Linked DNA regions of Triticum aestivum: region 2 is linked to region 1. Evidence: chromatin contacts called from public Hi-C data. All regions are on one chromosome and are shown on one strand. Each heading gives the region's core, a stretch centred on a gene start, on an enhancer-like site or on the middle of the called end of the contact. The rest is flanking DNA. Distances are from core to core; before and after follow the strand shown.

Region 1 (4,980 bases), core at 1,534-4,033:
TCTGACTTTGAGATACTCTGCAGAAACATTCAAGGAGACCCAAGAGGAAGACCTACAATCATCACTTGAGCAAATACTTAGATATGGCTCTGTGGAGGTCGATAATTTTGTTCTCCCAAACATGCCAGTGCCACCTAATTCATTCAGGGGAATTCGTAAGAGAACATCTTCAGCAATGCGATGGTTTGCCATGTGTGTTGATGATACATCAAAGTAAGTTGTGATGTAATCCCGTATATGTTTTTCTTCAACATGGTGTTACACATTCACCCTCAGGTATTCATTGTTTCTCTATACTTCATCTATGTGATAAAAATCCAGGAAAGGGAGATATACAAACATTGTCAATCTTCTTCGGAAATATTTTGGGGATTTTCTAATAGCTACCTACCTGGAAGTGCTGCAAGAGTCCCGTCATCATGATGCGTACATCAGGGGAATTGAGGTTTGCTTCTCTTACGAATATGTTTATGTGGTCTTGTCAGGGGATAAAGCCCCACTGAGACCTATGTGTTCTTTGTGGAGGTCAAGGTCATATTCTTTCTTGGGTACTTTGCTAGTGATGTTGCAATCTGCATAGCATTTACTCTGTTCTTATTTCAAGTTCCCATTCATTTTTATCATGTGAAGTTCTGTTTGTGAAACCATATTATTTACTCTCTCCGTCCCATAATGTAAGACGTTTTTGCAAACTATGTTAGCTTGCAAAAACGTCTTGCATTATGGGACGGAGGGAGTACCAACTAGCATAAGATTATAGTTACAAATAAAGGATCTTGATTGTGGCGTCATGGGAATGCATAATGGATGTAACTTTGGCATTACCTGACAAGTTATATGTGTTTCGTCATGACCATTTTATCCTTTTCTCAAGTCAACACATATTCTTATGTAATCATGCAACTCTGTTGAATTGAAGAGGGAAGCACTTCTGAAGACACTTGATATGTTGTGGAAGGACCATTTAGTTAACATGAACAAGCTTAGTTCTGCGGTAATTTCAATCTCTTTAGACTCTTTGATTACCAGTTTTCTATCATTGACTCAGATTTTTTTTACTTTTTACTAGGTGAATGTCCGGAGCTTTGGGCACAGAAATCCTCTGGAGGAGTATAAGATTGATGGCTGTCGGTTCTTCATCTCAATGTTGAGTGCCACACGACGATTGACAGTCGAAGCCCTACTCCGTTACTGGTCATCTCCAATGGAATCTGAAGAGATATTCAACACTGCGGATCAATAGCCGAGTAACATCACATCTGATGAATCTTTTTCCTCAAGAGACTGCACACCCAGATACTTCTGATGCATGGCCAGTGCAATCTCATATTGTTTGAACGTGTTTCGTGTCTAGATTGCTGGCTTGGTTCCTCATCAGTGGGGAAGTCTCTTAACACAGGCTTGACTGGGATGGCAGCCAGGTGACATTAGGGTTAGGCTTTCTGCTTTTCATATGGATGGCCTTCCCCCGGAGTCTTAGATATACTCCCTCCGTTCCAAAATAGATGACCCAACTTTGTACTAACTTTGTACTAACGTTAGTACAAAGTTGAGTCATCTATTTTGGAACGGAGGGAGTAGGTTACAAGACAATAGACATTAACCACTATCTAGTACGAGTAGATAACTCCAGCAACGAGTTAACTCTGTAGAAAACGCAACTTGATATAGATGAAGTGCAGACAGGGGATGTATATTACATAACTGGATCTAGGTGATGACGCACACATGAAGTGCTCATCAGTTTTTGCCAGTGACAATCAGAGCTTCATTATATGTTGCAACTCCAAGTAAAATACAGATTTGCGCACATTGTGTTGTCGTATCATACATATATTTCTGTCCAGTCTGTACTATTTTGTGAGTGAAACCTTTACCAGACAAGTAGGAATTGCATGCACGCGGAGTATCTGGCTTGTGGACACGGAACTCTTGAGGCTGTCCTAATGGGCAGTAGTGTTTGACATTTGTCAAGTCGTTGCTTTTGATGATGATGACAAGGCAAATATTTCAACCTTCCAGATACTTTGCATGATAGAATCACTATCGACATTGGTATACTGTCATGAGCTATTTGCACATTGGCTGCCGACTAGGGTATTTTTTTTGCGGCTTCCTTACATTCCGCATATTCCCTCTGGCATTCTATATTGCAAGTGTCGCGCGAGCAAGTAGAGAGGTGGTTGGCACGAGTGACACTGCATGATGGTAACGCGACGTGTCACGGTATCACGTATACGCAGCTACGCTGTCTTTTCTACTTTGGATCTTCCCGGCGTAGCTATCAGGCATGTGTTCATTTCACATAATAAAAGGTAGTATCAGAGTAGAGTATATATTTTCTTACCTTCCACGCGTTTCATTCGCGTGGGCGGCCTCTTCTCTTCCCCTTTTCCAGCATCGCTCTCAACACGCGAGATGATCTCACTCCCTCGAGAATGCGTGTGACATCATGGATGACGTGCGCGTGCGTTTCCCCTGTTGCGTGCGCCTCATCTCAGTAACGGTTGGGTGTCATCCAACTTTATTTTCGATTTTTCTTTTTAGGATTAGGATGGGATATTGGGATGGAATGAATGGGGTGATCCTGTCGCGTGTCATTCGTGTTGGATGGCAAGTGCCACTCATCTGTCTATCTGAATCTGACCAGCTATATCAGAGTAGTAGCGGCTGGGTTACCTTGCCGTCAGGGAATTTATTGCACCCACAATATATGTGTGGTCTGCGGTGTTGCAGCCGCACAGAATGGTGAAGAATCTGCACCGCAGTGGACTTGGACCGAGACCAGCCTGATCAATCGTGTCCTGGCGCTGGGGCACACGACTAGTACTGTACTACCAGTATACTACATATCTTCCGCAAAAAAAGAAAAGAAAAAAAAGTATACTACATATCATCAGACCCATCATCACTGGTGCTGCTGCTGTTGTTTGCAGCTGCGATAAGCCTTGCAGTCTCTTCAGCTAGGGCATCACAGAATGCCCTGTGGGTCAGCAGGGTGTCCTTCCTGCATGTACGCATGGACGTGCATGTTAGTTAACACATAGTATCATTCAAATAAATAATACGGCATATACTTATTCTCGGGCCACTCGGCCATGAATGAGTTCACTTCTATGTATGCACATAGCCCTCGATCATGTGTGCCCAGCCCCACCCGCAAAAAAGATAATGAAAAAGAAAGATCTTGGTTTGAATTTTCCACGTCAACTTATCTTGTGGTCTTCGCCGAGGCTGGCGCATCAGTACCTGCTGAACAAAGACCACGACCACACACATATGGTCCAATACTTTGACATTCTCCCGCGACTAGTAGTTTCCCCTTGCTCAACCCAACTCAACTCAACTCAACTGGGCATTTTCGTTAGGCTCTGCTTTAATCCTTCTTCTCTTCTTTATTTGGAGAATGGTGTTTTATTTGAGAAATACAGTATATACATAGATGCTGACGCAAATGGATATACACTAATGTATATAAATGCATGCATGGACATCCTACCATTCGTCCATGAATGATATTGACAAAGTCACACAGACACCTCGCTATCGACGGGAATGTCGCCTCCCACTAAAAATAATACACCTTACCTTTATGAGACACACATATGTCAAACATGAAGTTTGGTCCCTGATGGGATGGGGGTACAACCACCCTTCTAACCATCCAACCACATGTTGAAAGAGTACTCCTACTTTGTGGAAACCCTACTTAAATATCATGGTGAGTTGGAGAACTACCTCCTAGTGAGTATAGATAGAAGTACCAAGAAAACATTTCGTCCCTCCCATCACTCCCGCTAGCGGTAGGAGGGAACCCTAGCCGCCGCGCCTAGATCTCTCCTCCTCGTTCGCTTCTCCTCGCCGCCGTCGGATCGTGTCATCGGGCGAAGCCTGACCAACTTGGGTGACGGCAAGGCCCATTCCCCCTTCTACGTGGAATGAGGTGGCACGGGCGGTTACTTCAGACGAGGGCACCACATTGTGTGGGGGCATTGTGGTGTGACGGCGGCCATGCTTCGGTGACGGCGGTGGCAGGTGGCAGCGACGCAGAGGCTGCATGACGATGGTGTGGGCCTATGGTGGCGACGACCACACAGATCTGGTGGCTGTGCTCCTTCAAGCGATGCATGGTGGCGACTGTGGCCTCCTTTCTTCCAGGTTCAAGCCAGCGACATGCGGGGCTAGACGGGTGCCGACCATGGTGCCTGTTGCATACGCGTAGGCGGTGACTCTGGCCTAGGGTCGCGCTTCGGGCGTGCCAGATCTAGGCACGAGGTGGGTTCGGGATGTAGCTCCAGGTAGGTGAGGTTGGGCACGGCCCGGGTGGTGCACATGGGCTGTGAGGTGCTTCTTCGTCGAGCAACATAAGGGAACCCTAGCCGCTGTCGTCCAACTCTCTCCTTTTCCTTCCCTTCTCGTTGCCATCGGTGCGCATCATCAGGTGAAGCCCGACCGGCGTGGGTGGCGGCGGGGCCCCTTCTCCCTTTCTACGTAGGGTGGGGTGGCGCAGTGCGGCTACTTTAGGTGGGGGCACAATGTTATGCGGGGAGCTGCGTCGCACCGGATACCGCGCTTTGGCGACGACGGTGGTAGGTGGCAGTGACACAGAGGGTTGCGAGACGATGGTGCGGGCCTGTGCTGGCAACGACTACACTGATTTAGCGGTCGTGCTTCTTCAAGCGACACATGGTGGCGGTGGCGGCCTCACCTTTCTTCCGGGTTTAAGCTGGTGGCGGGTGGGGCTAGGTGGGTGCCGGCCGTGGTGCCGGCTACATGCACATCGGTGGTGGCTTTGACCCAGGGCTGACGCTTGGGACGGGCCAGATCTGTGCCCAAGGCGGGTCGGGCTGTAGCTCTTGGTAGGTGAGTTTTGGCCTGGTCCGGGTGGTGCACAAGGGTGGTAAGGCGCCTCTCCGTCCCTCCAGTCGCTCCCTCGAGCGACAGGAGGGAACCCTAGCCGCCATTGTGTAGCTCTCTTCT
Region 2 (4,726 bases), core at 147-2,646, 230 kb after region 1:
TAGATGGCGGTGATTAGCTGCCACGGCTCGGTCCCGGGCGTGGTGGCTGGTGCTGGTGGGCTCGACCCTGATCTGTGTTGGGGATCGGTTGGGGCAGGGCGGGGGTGCACGGCGGGAGGTACTACAGCGTCGTGGCTGCTGCAGGTCTGCTGATGGCGAGGGGTGGCGGTGGCGACCTCCTTCTCCTGGATGTGTGCCGGCGGAAGGTGCATATCTAGGGTTCGTGCTCGGGCAGGCCAGGTCGGGGCCCGTGCCGGATCGTGGCTTGTGCTTCAGGTAGGAGAGGCCGGGCTTGGCCCGGGAGGTGCTCGCTGGTGGTGGTCGTGTTATTGTTGTGTTGGTGCACGGAACGGCGCCGGCGACCACGAATATGGAACTGTGTGAGCTTGCCTGGCCATGGGCTCGGGGCAGGCTCGCCGATGGCCGTCGGCAGTCTCGGAGTCGGGCCCCCCAGTCCACCTGGCACTGGCTGGGGACGCAGGTGTGGGTTCCTCCTATGGTGAAGGCGCCTACCCAGACTCGGGGACTGATGCCAGGCTACGAGTAGATAGACTAACATCACTCCTCCTATCATGGTTGAGTGCGTGGTGATGTGTGCGGCACACGGTATCTAGCGACAGGGATGCCGGGGCAGCGGCCCGGATGGCGGTCCGCATGGTTGCTCTCCGGCAGGCACCATGGTGGTGGTGGTGGCTTCACTCCCGGGTTTTGTGGGCAACGAGAGGTGCTGCGTTGGGTAACTTGGACGCGCCCCCTCCCCTAGAGGGGCGGCATCCCGATCTAGATCTGGAGTTCTGTCATCGCCGCGCTCTTCCTGGCGGCCTCGTTGTGGCACAAGCGAGTTACTGAGCGAAAGCTCCGTGCCTTTGCGCCGACGACGGCGACACCCGAGGGTGTCGTGATCTTCTTGAAGACGTCGTTGTGGTTCTTCTCTCCGTGTCAGGGTTCCGGGTGAAGACCTGTGTCCGGTGTGGACTCGGCAGCGGCGACGCTCTGCGTCGTTTTCCCTCTTGAGGGCGTTGTCGTGGAGCTTAGGTATGCTATGTCGTAGCGTGAGGGTGTTTAGTTCTTCCGGTGTTAGTTGCCGGTAGCGTAGTCGCGTGGATTCTTCGTGTGTCAGATATTTCAGGATCAGCTTTGTAAGAGGGCTACCTCATCATCTTGTATCGTTCGGCCGTGTACTTCTTCGGTTGATGCTTTATATATAAAGCGGGGCGAAATCCTGTTTCAAGACCATATTACTTTTCTATAATAAACTATTGGAAGCAAGTTATCTATTCAGGTGCAAGTTATCCACCATTTCTTTATTAAAACATTGCATTTTCCCTACGAGAGGACTAGGAAAAAAAACTCCGGGCCTTTAAATGCAAAGTCGACGAAATATTTGACCAGAGTGGTGATAGAAATTGCAGCTCCCTTGCCCAGTTGCCCCCACCACACCAGAGCGCGGAGGCCACGCAAAGTAAACTTGACCACTTCCTCTCCTAACCCTCCTCCAGCCCTTCTCTCGCTCTCTCAAGCGCCGCCCCATTTCCCGGAAGCTCGCCCGCCTGCCATGGAAGACGCAGAAGAAAATTCCATGTAAGTTCCTCCGATTTTCTTCCATAACTTTTCTCTCCTCTCAGCGTATATAAGTACTTCCCGGCGCACTCCGCGCACGAAAGCTTGGCTGCTTTAGCTTCCCCCAATCGCGCCATGATTTGGTGGTAGAAAAGGAGAGGAATTTGGGAGAGAGATGTACAGAGGAGCTGAAAATGCGTGTGCGCTTTGAAGGTTCGAGACCAGCCATGTCCTCGGCGCGCTGCTGGCCTCCTCGCCGCTGCTGGCGCGCGCCTGGGACCGGTGCGCGGCCGCCGCCGCGATGGGCGCCGCCTCCTCCGGGTTCGCGCACGGCGACGGCGGCGGGGACGGGGGGACGGTGTACGTGGCCTTCTCCGGCCTGCAGGCCGCGCTGTCGGTTGCGCGCCCGGCGGTGGCGAGCGGCGCCGACGTCTTCGCGCCGGTCGGCCTCGGCGGCGACGCGGCCGGGGCGCGGGCCTTCCCGCAGCTGGCGGCCGCCGAGCCGGACGCAGCCGCCGCCGGGGAGCGTGTCGCCGTGCAGGCGCTGGCTCTGCGGTGCTTCTTGAAACTGTGCGGCTCCCCTGAGTTCCAGGTAAATTAGTCAATCAATTAGCCGAATATCTCATCAATCAGCATTTAATCGGGTGTTTATCTCCTGGATTTATCAGCTTAATCATTTTTCCTTGTGATGATTGTTAGCGTGATGATCTGATATTTTTTCGTTCTGGTCCTATGGGCCAAGTTATGGTGATGTTGATGCGCCTGTCTTTAGTTGGTTGGTATGTCCTTGTGTTCACACTTAAAAGACTTCAGACTTCGGACATCAGTAGATGAGATAATGTACTCGATTATATTATGACAGTGTCAATTATTTGAGATCTCACCAGATAATAACTTAAGAGCTTAACTGGGACAATAAATTTAATAACATTGTGGCTTGTGGAATAATGAAACAAAAATAAAATCATTTGTTAGAAAGAAAACCAAATCTAAAGGTTGCATGTGAGATTGCCGTTGACTTAACCTTCTTTGTTTATTGTAGTGCCGTCTGAAATTGATTTTGTGTTGCCTAAGGCTAGTTCAGTGTATATCTTCTTTCTGTGTGATTTTTTTACGATCAATTTGGTGCCTTTTGACATAGAGTTTGTAAGTTCATCGAAAAGATCCAATCTCTATCGAACATGGCGGCCAGCTTGAGATGCTGTGCGCCTGTCCACTTTATGTCACTGCAAACAAAAAGTACGGCACAGATGGCGCATTACGCATCACCCAACGAAGTCTGTATGCTATTGCTATTTTGTTGTCACTTGCATGCAAGGAATTTTGGTGTGACCCACGGGCAACAGATGAGGATGATTGAGAGCAGCATGGAAGTATACCATACGGCTTTATTTGGAACGCATGAATTTGCTGGGAATTATGCAGTAATTTCACATGAAGTGGATGCAACAACTGCATTCCCATTAGAATCGGGGGAAATTTCCGTGCTCTGGATGAGCGCTGCATCTAGAGCATTTAGGAAATTCAGTCGCCCATGAAGAATAATAGTGCATAGTTTACTGTCATCCAGAGCACATGCTGATTTTGATGACATATACTCTTCATGTGCTGTCCAGATGTAAACAACTTATTTGAATTTGGTTATAATTACGTAGGATCATTTTACTCGGTCAGCAGACATACGACCTTAATTGTTTCTTGACAAGTTCAGTAATGCTTCAAAGATCTTCACCTGTCTTCATCTGGTACTATAATTCTCGTATCTTTCTTGCTATTCTAAATAAAATTTGTGGCCTGTTTCTTATTTATGAATCAATATGGATGTTTATATTCTCCTTGATCTTTCTCCTGAAAATAGTATTTGCTATTTGCAGTTATGCATCAGATTTTTTTTCTAGCTCAGTATTTTAGTGTTTTGATGTTTTTTCACTGCTGAAAATGGTTTCTTACTCATTCAATTGGGTTAATGACAATACAGATGCTACTAAATCAGATCCGGGGCAAGGCGGTGGTGTTCACCGGCCACTCCCTCGGTGGAGCCATCGCCGCTCTTGCGGCGCTGCACTACCTTTGCATCTCATCGTTAAGCTCGTCATGCAGTCCGTCTCCTGTGCTGTGTGTCACATTCGGGAGCCCACTGCTCGGCAACGAGGCCCTGTCCAGGGCCATCCTGCGAGAGCGGTGGGGCGGCAACTTCTGTAATGTCGTCTCACAGCACGACGTCGTCCCGAGGCTCCTCTTCTGCCCCCTAGACGCTGTCCCAGTGCACGTCATCATCGGTATGCAGCTGCAGCAATGGCCAGGACACACTCACCACACGGGTGTAATGACCACTCGTGTTGTGGACGCCGAGCAGGAGGGGCTGCGTCAACTGATACAGGCGCATGTCCGCACAGTGGCAATGGAGCAGAAGCTCGTGGACCCAGAATCGCGAGGGGGGAGCCCTTACCGTCCGTTCGGGGCCTACGTGCTGTGCTCGCCGGAAGGCGCAGCGTGCGTTGACAACTCAACAGCTGCAGTCCAGATGCTCTATGCCACATTCGCCGCCTGCTACACGCGGGGCGACACGACATCCCTGGAGGCCGCACACTCTTGCTATGGCGACCTTGTGCTGAAAATGCCACAGAACTTGCTCCTCAAGCGGCACCTGCATGCCATGGACGTGTTGGCATCCATGTCCAACTCCAACTACGATGCTGGCATCTCCCTAGCGATGGAGGCCTCCGGCATTGGCAGCGAGGCAACGGAGGCCACAACAGCGCGATACTGGCTGAAGGCGTCTAAGCGGGCGGGCCGCAGCCCAAGCCTGAACTGCGCGGGGCTCTCAACACGGCTGGGACGGATCACTCCATGCCGGGCACAGATCGAGTGGTACAAGGCATCATTCGACGCCGACATGGGGTACTACGACGCATTCAAGCAACAGAGGTCACCAAAGAAGTTCGGCAAGGCCAACATTTATCGCCTCAAGCTGGGCCAGTTTTGGGATGGTGTCCTCACAATGCTCGACAACAGCCAGCTGCCGCACGACTTCCATCGCCGGGCCAAGTGGGTGAACGCCGCCCGGTTCTACCAGCTCCTCGTCGAGCCACTGGACATCGCGGACTATCACCGCAACAACCTCCACAAGACAAGAGGCGGCTACATCACCCATGGTCGTGACAGA

What was found. Hi-C and Micro-C count contacts between places; a contact is called where the count stands out from the background.
Region 2: a contact with region 1 is called in a Hi-C map of leaf, with 4 times the contacts expected there. The contact joins the promoter of LOC123096295 here to the enhancer-like site in region 1. A contact is called at or near these places in 4 of 5 Hi-C or Micro-C datasets (leaf, root and an unstated tissue) and 1 of 1 datasets of contacts at active chromatin or transcription factors (leaf).

The regions. Positions count from the first base shown.
Region 1 is chr4D:73,119,613-73,124,592 of IWGSC CS RefSeq v2.1, forward strand. LOC123096294 (protein translocase subunit SECA2, chloroplastic) reads left to right here. Exons shown (of 30, transcript XM_044517988.1): 27 at 24-213; 28 at 322-445; 29 at 920-994; 30 at 1,070-1,810. The coding sequence ends at 1,243. Among protein-coding and RNA genes, the nearest start is that of LOC123096294, 12 kb to the left of the region's middle. Within about 2 kb of position 2,784, at least 2 of the 8 cell types and tissues checked have an H3K27ac peak or open chromatin away from gene starts, as enhancers often do. A contact at or near this core is called in leaf, where this site is marked.
Region 2 is chr4D:73,348,602-73,353,327 of IWGSC CS RefSeq v2.1, forward strand. It overlaps LOC123096295 (lipase-like PAD4), which reads left to right and starts at 1,397. Exons shown (of 4, transcript XM_044517989.1): 1 at 1,397-1,581; 2 at 1,774-2,152; 3 at 3,539-4,726. The coding sequence starts at 1,556.